Linked DNA regions of Mus musculus: region 1 is linked to region 2. The links are chromatin contacts, called in public promoter capture Hi-C maps. All regions are on one chromosome and are shown on one strand. Each heading gives the region's core, a stretch centred on a gene start, on an enhancer-like site or on the middle of the called end of the contact. The rest is flanking DNA. Distances are from core to core; before and after follow the strand shown.

Evidence for each region. Promoter capture Hi-C pulls out the DNA fragments that hold promoters and counts their contacts.
Region 1: a contact with region 2 is called in a promoter capture Hi-C map of hematopoietic stem and progenitor cells, with 2.4 times the contacts expected there. The contact joins the enhancer-like site here to the promoter of Trim9 in region 2. A contact is called at or near these places in 9 of 39 promoter capture datasets (the HPC-7 cell line, cranial neural crest, embryonic stem cells and 5 more) and 3 of 115 datasets of contacts at active chromatin or transcription factors (astrocytes, embryonic stem cells and forebrain).

What each region holds. Positions count from the first base shown.
Region 1 is chr12:70,872,361-70,876,024 of GRCm38.p6, forward strand. Frmd6 (FERM domain containing 6) reads left to right here. Exons shown (of 14, transcript NM_028127.3): 3 at 131-221. Among named protein-coding and RNA genes, the nearest start is that of Gm32664, 29 kb to the right of the region's middle. Within about 2 kb of position 1,296, at least 17 of the 459 cell types and tissues checked have an H3K27ac peak or open chromatin away from gene starts, as enhancers often do. A contact at or near this core is called in hematopoietic stem and progenitor cells, where this site is marked.
Region 2 is chr12:70,345,670-70,349,632 of GRCm38.p6, forward strand. It overlaps Trim9 (tripartite motif-containing 9), which reads right to left and starts at 1,945. Exons shown (of 14, transcript NM_001286388.1): 1 at 678-1,945. The coding sequence starts at 1,499.

The DNA of each region.
Region 1 (3,664 bases), core at 46-2,545, 530 kb after region 2:
GGGGTGATTTTACTGATGTCAGGGTGTCCTGTGAAGGTGTAGATTTACAAAGTTTAAAAAGTGCCTGATTGTGTCAGTGTGGCTGAATTTAAGTAGCTCAAGTGTCTTTCTTTTTCTCTCCCTCCCACAGGTTAAAATTCTGTGTCACCAGTTGCTGGTCCAGGTGTGTGACCTGCTCAGGTTAAAGGACAGTCACCTCTTTGGTCTCAGTGTTATACAAAGTAAGTTTCAGTCCACTCTCTGGTATCTTTAGCCAACTGTCTCCAAGGACATGACATTTTAAAGTCTAAAGCCATCGTGCTACGTGAGCTGTCAAAATACCCATCCACTGATCCCCGTTCCAAGTGTAGTATTTATTTTCCAATGTCAGCTGATGTACTTCTTATGTGATTTGGGATTTTTATTATTGTTGTTACGTTTTAGACTTAGTAATGTCGTTCCTTTTGTTTCATTTTGTTTTAATGAGCCAGGCTTGGTTTTTATTGTTGCTGCTGTTTTCGTGACCACGGAGACCAGCCCTATCTTGGAGGAAAGGAGATGGTTTTTGTCATTTGTCATTACCATCTACAACGCTACAAATGATAATGGCTTGTGACATTACCAAAATTTTGAACATAGTAAAACTGCCTTTCTTCTGTTCAGATTCTCTTGCAATTAAAAGTATGACAGTGATGGATTAATTGAATTTTTTTTTTCTGTTTTTCGTCACGTCCTTTTCTTTTTTCTAGTCAGGCGGTGTGACTGTAAAATGCAGTCATTTTCTTCCACCATTATATTAGGAATTTGCAGGGAAGGATTTCATAGGCACTCCCTGTCTCATGTCCCTTACTTAGCACCAGACCCTTGGGACTTACAGCCATTTGTTAAAAGCTCTCTTATGTCAAAGTATATCTAGAAATTTCTCCGCTTTACTTTTTAAATCTCAGAATATTTTAACATGTCTGCTCATCTTTTTCAAGGAGATTTACTTGTGTTTAATTATACTCTCTACATTTATGTGTATAGTCGTTTTCTCGGATTGTTTTAAATCTAAAGGTTGTGATAGTTTGAGAATCTGGTCGGTGCTGTGAATGTTTATATCTGCCAAGTTAGAAAATATATTGTCAACAGAAAAAGCGGGCTCCCTTTCTTCCAAAATGGGAACTGTGTTCGGTTGCCTTTCTTGGAACATGGAATGAGGAATGCAGACAGCCCTGCATGTCAGCCATTTGCCCTCTGCTTCACTCCTGTAGTAGTCAGTGCAGTGAAAACAGGAAGGCTAACCACCATCTTTGGGTCTAGAAGCGGGAAGCTGCTGCCTAGATTCCAGACGACTCTTGCTGTGCCCTCAAAGGCGTTCTTCCTTCTGCACCTGCAGCCAGACTGTTGATCTCTGTGGTTCAACAAGCCGGTCCAAGAAAACCAGTTCATAGCTTCCTCCAGATTCCAAACAAGAGCTTTTAAGTTGCTCTTTAAAGGAGAGTTTGCAGTGTGGTGAAAGAGCAGTGGAACGGCAGTCAGGTGACCTGGTTCAGATTCTGGTTCTACTGCTGGCTAGCAGTCGTGTCTGAAGGGGTTCAGACATGCCACCAGACTTCCCTCACTGTCAAGACAATGTAATGTGACAGACAGAAGCTGCTGTTGTGCCAGCTTTGCAGGATGGACGTGCATTTCAGAATTTGCATCACAGGTTTTTCGTTCTTAGTGTGGATTTGGATTCCCAGGCAGGTGAGGAGGAAGTATAGAGGGTTCTAGAACACCATGCACATGCAGGTATAGCGTCCCCACTGTCATCCCCAACCTGACACTCTATCGCCCAGAGTCCATCCTTCCCACGTGGCTTCCCTCCTGGTGTTTGTATCCCACGACTTTAGACAGATGTACTGCATGTATCCACCATCGGGGTGTGGAGGATGGCTTTACTGCCTTGAAGCCACTCACACCATTTTAAATTGGTGACTGAAATTGTCACTGTCTGTTCAATAGTTGGAAAGAATGTACTTTGAACATTGGCATTTTTAAGATTCAGTCAATCTAACACTCTTTAAAAATCCATCTAAATAGCAAGAATCACAATGCCATTCTTTCAGTTTTGTATTGAAATAATTTCAAAGTTCCAAGAAGACAATGAGAGTCTCCTTAGGTATTAACACCAACATTTCTTCCTCCATCTGTGATCTACCTTCCTGTTTCCCATCTCTCCACACGTGAGACCAGCAGCATCTTCTACGTAACCACGTGGCAACATTACAATCAGGAAGTCCATGCCCCAGTGCTAAGTAGTCTTTAGTTTTCTCCAGGGGTCCTAGGACTGTCCATCATAGTCACAGATGGTCTGGTTTCAAGTCTTTATTCTTCAGCCACCCCTCAGCCTCCCTTGTGGCCTTGGCTTTTTTTTTTTCCTCCCCCTTTTCTTTTTTTAAGAGAACAGTCAGGTTACTTTGTGGAATGTCCTTTAATTTGGGTTTGGTTTATGTTTCCTTATGGTTAATTCAGGTTATGCGTGATTTGGGTGGGGATATCAGATAAATGATAAAGTGCCATTCTCACTGTACAGTATCATGGGGCACACTAATTATTTATGTCCTTATGGTGATGTTAGTTTTGGCAAAAGTTCCTCCACACACTTTCTGTGATATCCGTGAGCTCGAGTTAACACTTCTGATGACAATCCAGTTCCATGAGATTCAGTCCGCCTCTTCTTTCCATTGCTTATGGCTTCTTTCTTCAACAGTGAGAAACCTGGCTTATTTGCTCGCACATTTAGGAGTATATTATATATAAAGGATATTACAGAGGTACAGAGTAGTCTAGGGCAAAGTTTGGGAAGGGGAACGCAGCTCTTCTGCTCAGTTTGTGTCTACCAGTCTATATGTGTCCAGCTACCCAGAGTTCTCAAGCTAGATAGCTCTGGTCACACTGTCAAGTGACAGACACATAAAGGTAATTTAAGGTGTGCACTGTGCTCACAGACTCCCCGAGACTCTGGCAGCACACGAGGGCTGCACAGGTCGCAGCTAGACAAGGGTCTCAGGCTGAGAGGGGGAAGGAGTGCCCATTCCTAACCCAGACGCTATCTCTAATTAACAACCACTTACAGGAAAGCTTAGTTTTTTTCTAGTGGCGTCTCACTGGGTATACACACCACACTTAAGGGAAGGCCCCATGCCCAGCGGGAGATGACCAACACAATACTCAATGGTATTTTTGTAGACATTTTGTCTTGTATTGCTTTGTTTGGGTATTTTTTATCTTAACTGTTCTTTTGTTTGTATATTATTGTTTCTGATTTTGCATTTGTGTGGGTGTTATTTGTGTGGGTGTGTGTATGTTTCTCGTGCTTTTTCTTTGTTTTGTTTTTTAAATTCTGATTTTTATTATTAGCATTTTTTTTTCTAAAGAACTAGAGGAAGCATGGAATTGGGTGGGAATGGAAGGGAGAGAGGATATAGAAGGAATGGGGAGGGGAAACCACGATCAGAATATAGTCTATGAAGAATTTATTTTCAATAAAAATAAAATGTAAATATGCATGTGCTGCTCTGAGCAGTCTCCCTTCTGGTCATCATTGTGCTGCTTCCAACAGGAGCTCAAACCACACACTAGTCAGAGTCATGTTCAGTCAGAAAGATGAAAGGCTAGGAGGCAGCTTCTACTGACCTGGGTGTTGGGTTAAGTGGAAGAT
Region 2 (3,963 bases), core at 695-3,194:
GCGACCGCTCAGAAAACTCTGGTCCTTCTGCTTCAGCCTTAGGTCCCCACCCTCGAGGGTTAAGGCCTAGACTGTATGCCATAGGACCACAGGAGTTCTGGGCACCCAGACCTGCTTCTCTTTCAGCAGAGTCAGGTCCAGCTCAGAGCCAACTCATCAGTATTCCAGCCACGGAGTCTCTCCCCGCCCCCGCTGTGCATCAGGGCTTCTGTCTCCTTTGCTGAGATAGCCCCCTGAGGTCTACCCAACCCCACTGCCCCGACCTGCCCTAGTCTCCCAAGCCCTCAGCCCACCCTGTAGAGGCGCATGCCCGGAGGCCTCTGCCACCCGCGAGCCTCCGTCAAACCAAGTAGGCTTTGCCCTATGGTGGTGGCGACCATAGATAGGCTGCAGACTAAAGAGGGGGCATCTTAGGCCCAGCTCACAGGCAGAATGCATGGGAAGGGAGACCCGTGCTAAGGTATTCCTACAACCACTCTCTGGAGACCTTCAACTTCCCTGCGTCGCCTCAAACGTCCCCTGAGCCTCCTGCAATGCACCAGATCTCAAGGCAGACGCCGAAGGCACTTGCACTGCGCCCCCACTGGGATGCGCTGTCACCCTAGGAGGGACCGAGTGCTGCAAATCTGGAGGACCCTAGGGCGCGGGGAGTCAGGGGTGGGTTGCATAGGACTCACCTTGTGCAATTTCCACATAGCCCCCAAAGCCTTGACTTCGTGGCTGGAGTGTTTGCCCTCCTCTAGGCACTGGTAGCACACGGGCATCTTGCATTGCACGCAGTACATGCTGTGGTTCTCCAGCTCGTGGTCTGTGCAGGTGGAGACCTTGCGCGGGCTCAGCCGCCGGCTGACGCGGCCCTGGGCCGGGGGCACCAGACGGTGTTTGGCTAGGGGACCCCGGGGCGGGTGGCAGCGCAGACGGCAAGGGTCGCAGTAGAAGACATCGCACTGTTCACACATGACCGTGGCTTCCTTGGGCGCCTTCTCGCAGAGCTGGCACTTGAGGGCCGCGGCTTTGCTCTGTTGGTAGCGGTCGATGACCCCTTCCAGGACGCGGTTCTTGGGGAAACCGCGGAGCCCCCGGTCATCCAGAATGAGGCTGCGGTGGCACTGGGGGCAGGTGATGCAGGAATTGCGGGGCACAGGGGCCAAAGCCGGTGACAGGTGGGTGGGCGGTGGCGGCATAGCAGGGGGGAAAACGCGGACGCCGTTGGGCGACTTCTGGCACGGGGTAGTGGGGGCGCTGGCGAAACCTCCGTAGGAGCCATAGCCGCTGTCCGCCTCGCTGTACAGGCTCATCTTGTCCAGGTCCAGATAATCATAGTCAGAAACCCCAGAGCCCGAGGCCCGGCGGCTCTGGGGGGACTCGGACTCCGGGGTCTGCACCAGGATGTTGCGGGCGCACGCCTGACATAAATTGTGAGAGCAGGGCAAGATGATGGGCTCCCGATAGAAGGAGCCACACACAGGGCATTTTAACTCTTCTTCCATCTCTTCCATGGGGACCTGGCTGGAAGCGAGGCAGCAGCGGCTGCGGCGGAGGGGGCCTGACCTGGCGAAGCAGCCGATGGGCCTGTGGTGGCCAGCACCTTGGCCAGCGGCGGCGGTGGTGGCGCCTTCCCCGGTCGCCTAGGCGCCGACTCCCCAGGATGCGCTCTCTCTGTGAGCCACCGAGCCTCCGCGCTGCGCGCCAGCCCGGGTCCGCCCCCTTCCCACTGCTAGCCCCGCCCCGCCAGGGAGCGGAGGCTCATCGGACGGTGGCCGTGAGAGCTGCTTTCTTATTGGCCTCCCGCCTTGTCCGTCTCCTCTCCTCTGCAGGTCGCTGAGGGCTCTATGAGTCGGAGCTGGAGCCCCGGCATCGCCTGCTGGCTGCTGCGGGATTTTAGGAGGGGGCTGGCGCAAGCCGAGAAGAAGTGGGGCGGGATGATTCATCCTTTCCTACCCCCCTCCACGCTTCCTTCTGAGCTCGGGTGCAGTCACCCCGGAGCAGGGGGCGTGAGAACCCCTCCCGGTCGCGAGTGGGCTGCTGCTGCCTGTCGCCAGCGCTTGGCGCTTGCCTTCCAGCTTTGGTCTGCATGCCGACCCACCCCTTCTCCTTCCGCTGCTGGCGTAGAGCCAGCACCTCCCCCGAGCCTTCCTGGAGCCTTTTGGGCTTTTCTCCAACCCTCAGAAGCAGCTGGAGCGCCCGCATCTCTGGTGTTTAGGGAAGATGGTGGTGTGCCATGGCTGCAGTGTCCCCTTTCTGCATCCCTGGTAGCTTTTTCCCTACCCGAGGCAAAGGCTCAGCATTCCCCCAAAAGCTGTGCCACCATCGCTACATGCTTTAAATGTGCGGAGGCCCTACGCCTTGGAGCAAAGGTACCTCTCACCCTCCCCAACCTCCCGAAGCTCCATCCCCCAGTTTTCGAGAGGCCCCAGGAAGGTTAGTTGAGTTGAGTCAGGCAGTGTTTGTGTATTTCTGAGTGTTTATCGGTTGTTAACTAGCTATGTGAACGAATCGCTATGGTACTGAAGATTCCAAACAATATTATCCAATGTCACATGCCCTTAGCATCTACCATAAATTCCAGAAGAGGGGTGGGATATTATTTCTGCTTCTGTAAGATAACGAGGGATCCAGTGATAGCCCTTATATTCTAACCGATTTCTCTTTCCCCCAAACGGTGCTAGAGATAATAAGTCCTGCCTCTTGCCTGTATAACCCTTGAAATGATGACAATGATAGAATCTTTGAATAAAGATATCAGCCTGCTACTCAATGGGGGAGAATCTTTGAATCTAGTGACATTCCAAGGAAGTAATTTATCTTGGGAGCATACATAGTTAATTTTCCGAGTGATTCATGAAGCAAGTGACAAAAATGGTTTTCAAGTTCGTGGGATCTTCCAAATTTTCAATTTCCAGAAGATAACAATTATTCATAGCTTACTTTATAATTTAAAAGCACTTTTTTTTTTCCCAGAGAAAAGAAGTACTTTCTATAATCTTGATTTTGGAGAAATAGTACAAATAAATTGAATTATCTTGCAAATATATTTTTTAGCACAATGATTACAGTAGTTGATCATTGGTTGTGTGGGAGGAAAATTCACATTGTTATTTAAAACTATGTTAGTCACAGATCCTACAGGGTTTATTCCTAACCCACATTTTAATTAGTTGAGACCGGAGCTGCTAATGTTATATGCAGTCTGTTTATAGGCAAAGTGTTTCTTAAGATTTGATTGGGGCATCATCTATATTAGTGCAGGATATATAGACTATTAGTCCAAAGACACTTTGCTCATGTTAAGTAGTTAATTCTTAAGAAGAAAGGGGCATCCATGCCCGTGTATGTTACAATCCTTTCGTGTATTTTGTATTCACCTGCGCAAGTCAGAGAAACCTTGGCTAGCAAAGTAAAGAGTGTCATTCTTCCCAAGTCTGGGTTTTGCCTACCACAGAATACCATGTAAGAGGTCTGGTGATTAGCAGACAGGCTATGCTTGGTTCACGGGAAAGGGTGGGTAGTTTGAGGGCATGTCCAATGGTCTGATTTGGTGTCAGACACAAATAGCCTCAATCCGATACAGATTTATAGAACAGTTGGTCAATTAGGAAATAGCTTGAGGTGAATTAACTGTTAGATCTATTTGGTCAGGAACTAGCACATCGATCCCTCCTAGAGAGCTTTCCAGATGACTGCCGTTTGTTGGGAAGTCTCCTCTTCCTGGCATCACGACTTGAGCCAGTCCCTGTAATATGACCACATGGGCACAGTTATTGCCACTTGTCAGATTAGTGATCTGAAGCTAAGAAAACCAGAGGAACCTCTCACGATCCAGCACCGGTGAGGCTAGGGTTGGAACCCAAGAGCGGGAAGGTTGTAGCTCCTTTTCTTCATTCACCAAGTAAATAGTCCATATTTTGTGAGGTTCTGGTGTAACGAACCTGAAATGTTAATCTTTTGCTATCCTGCTTAGCT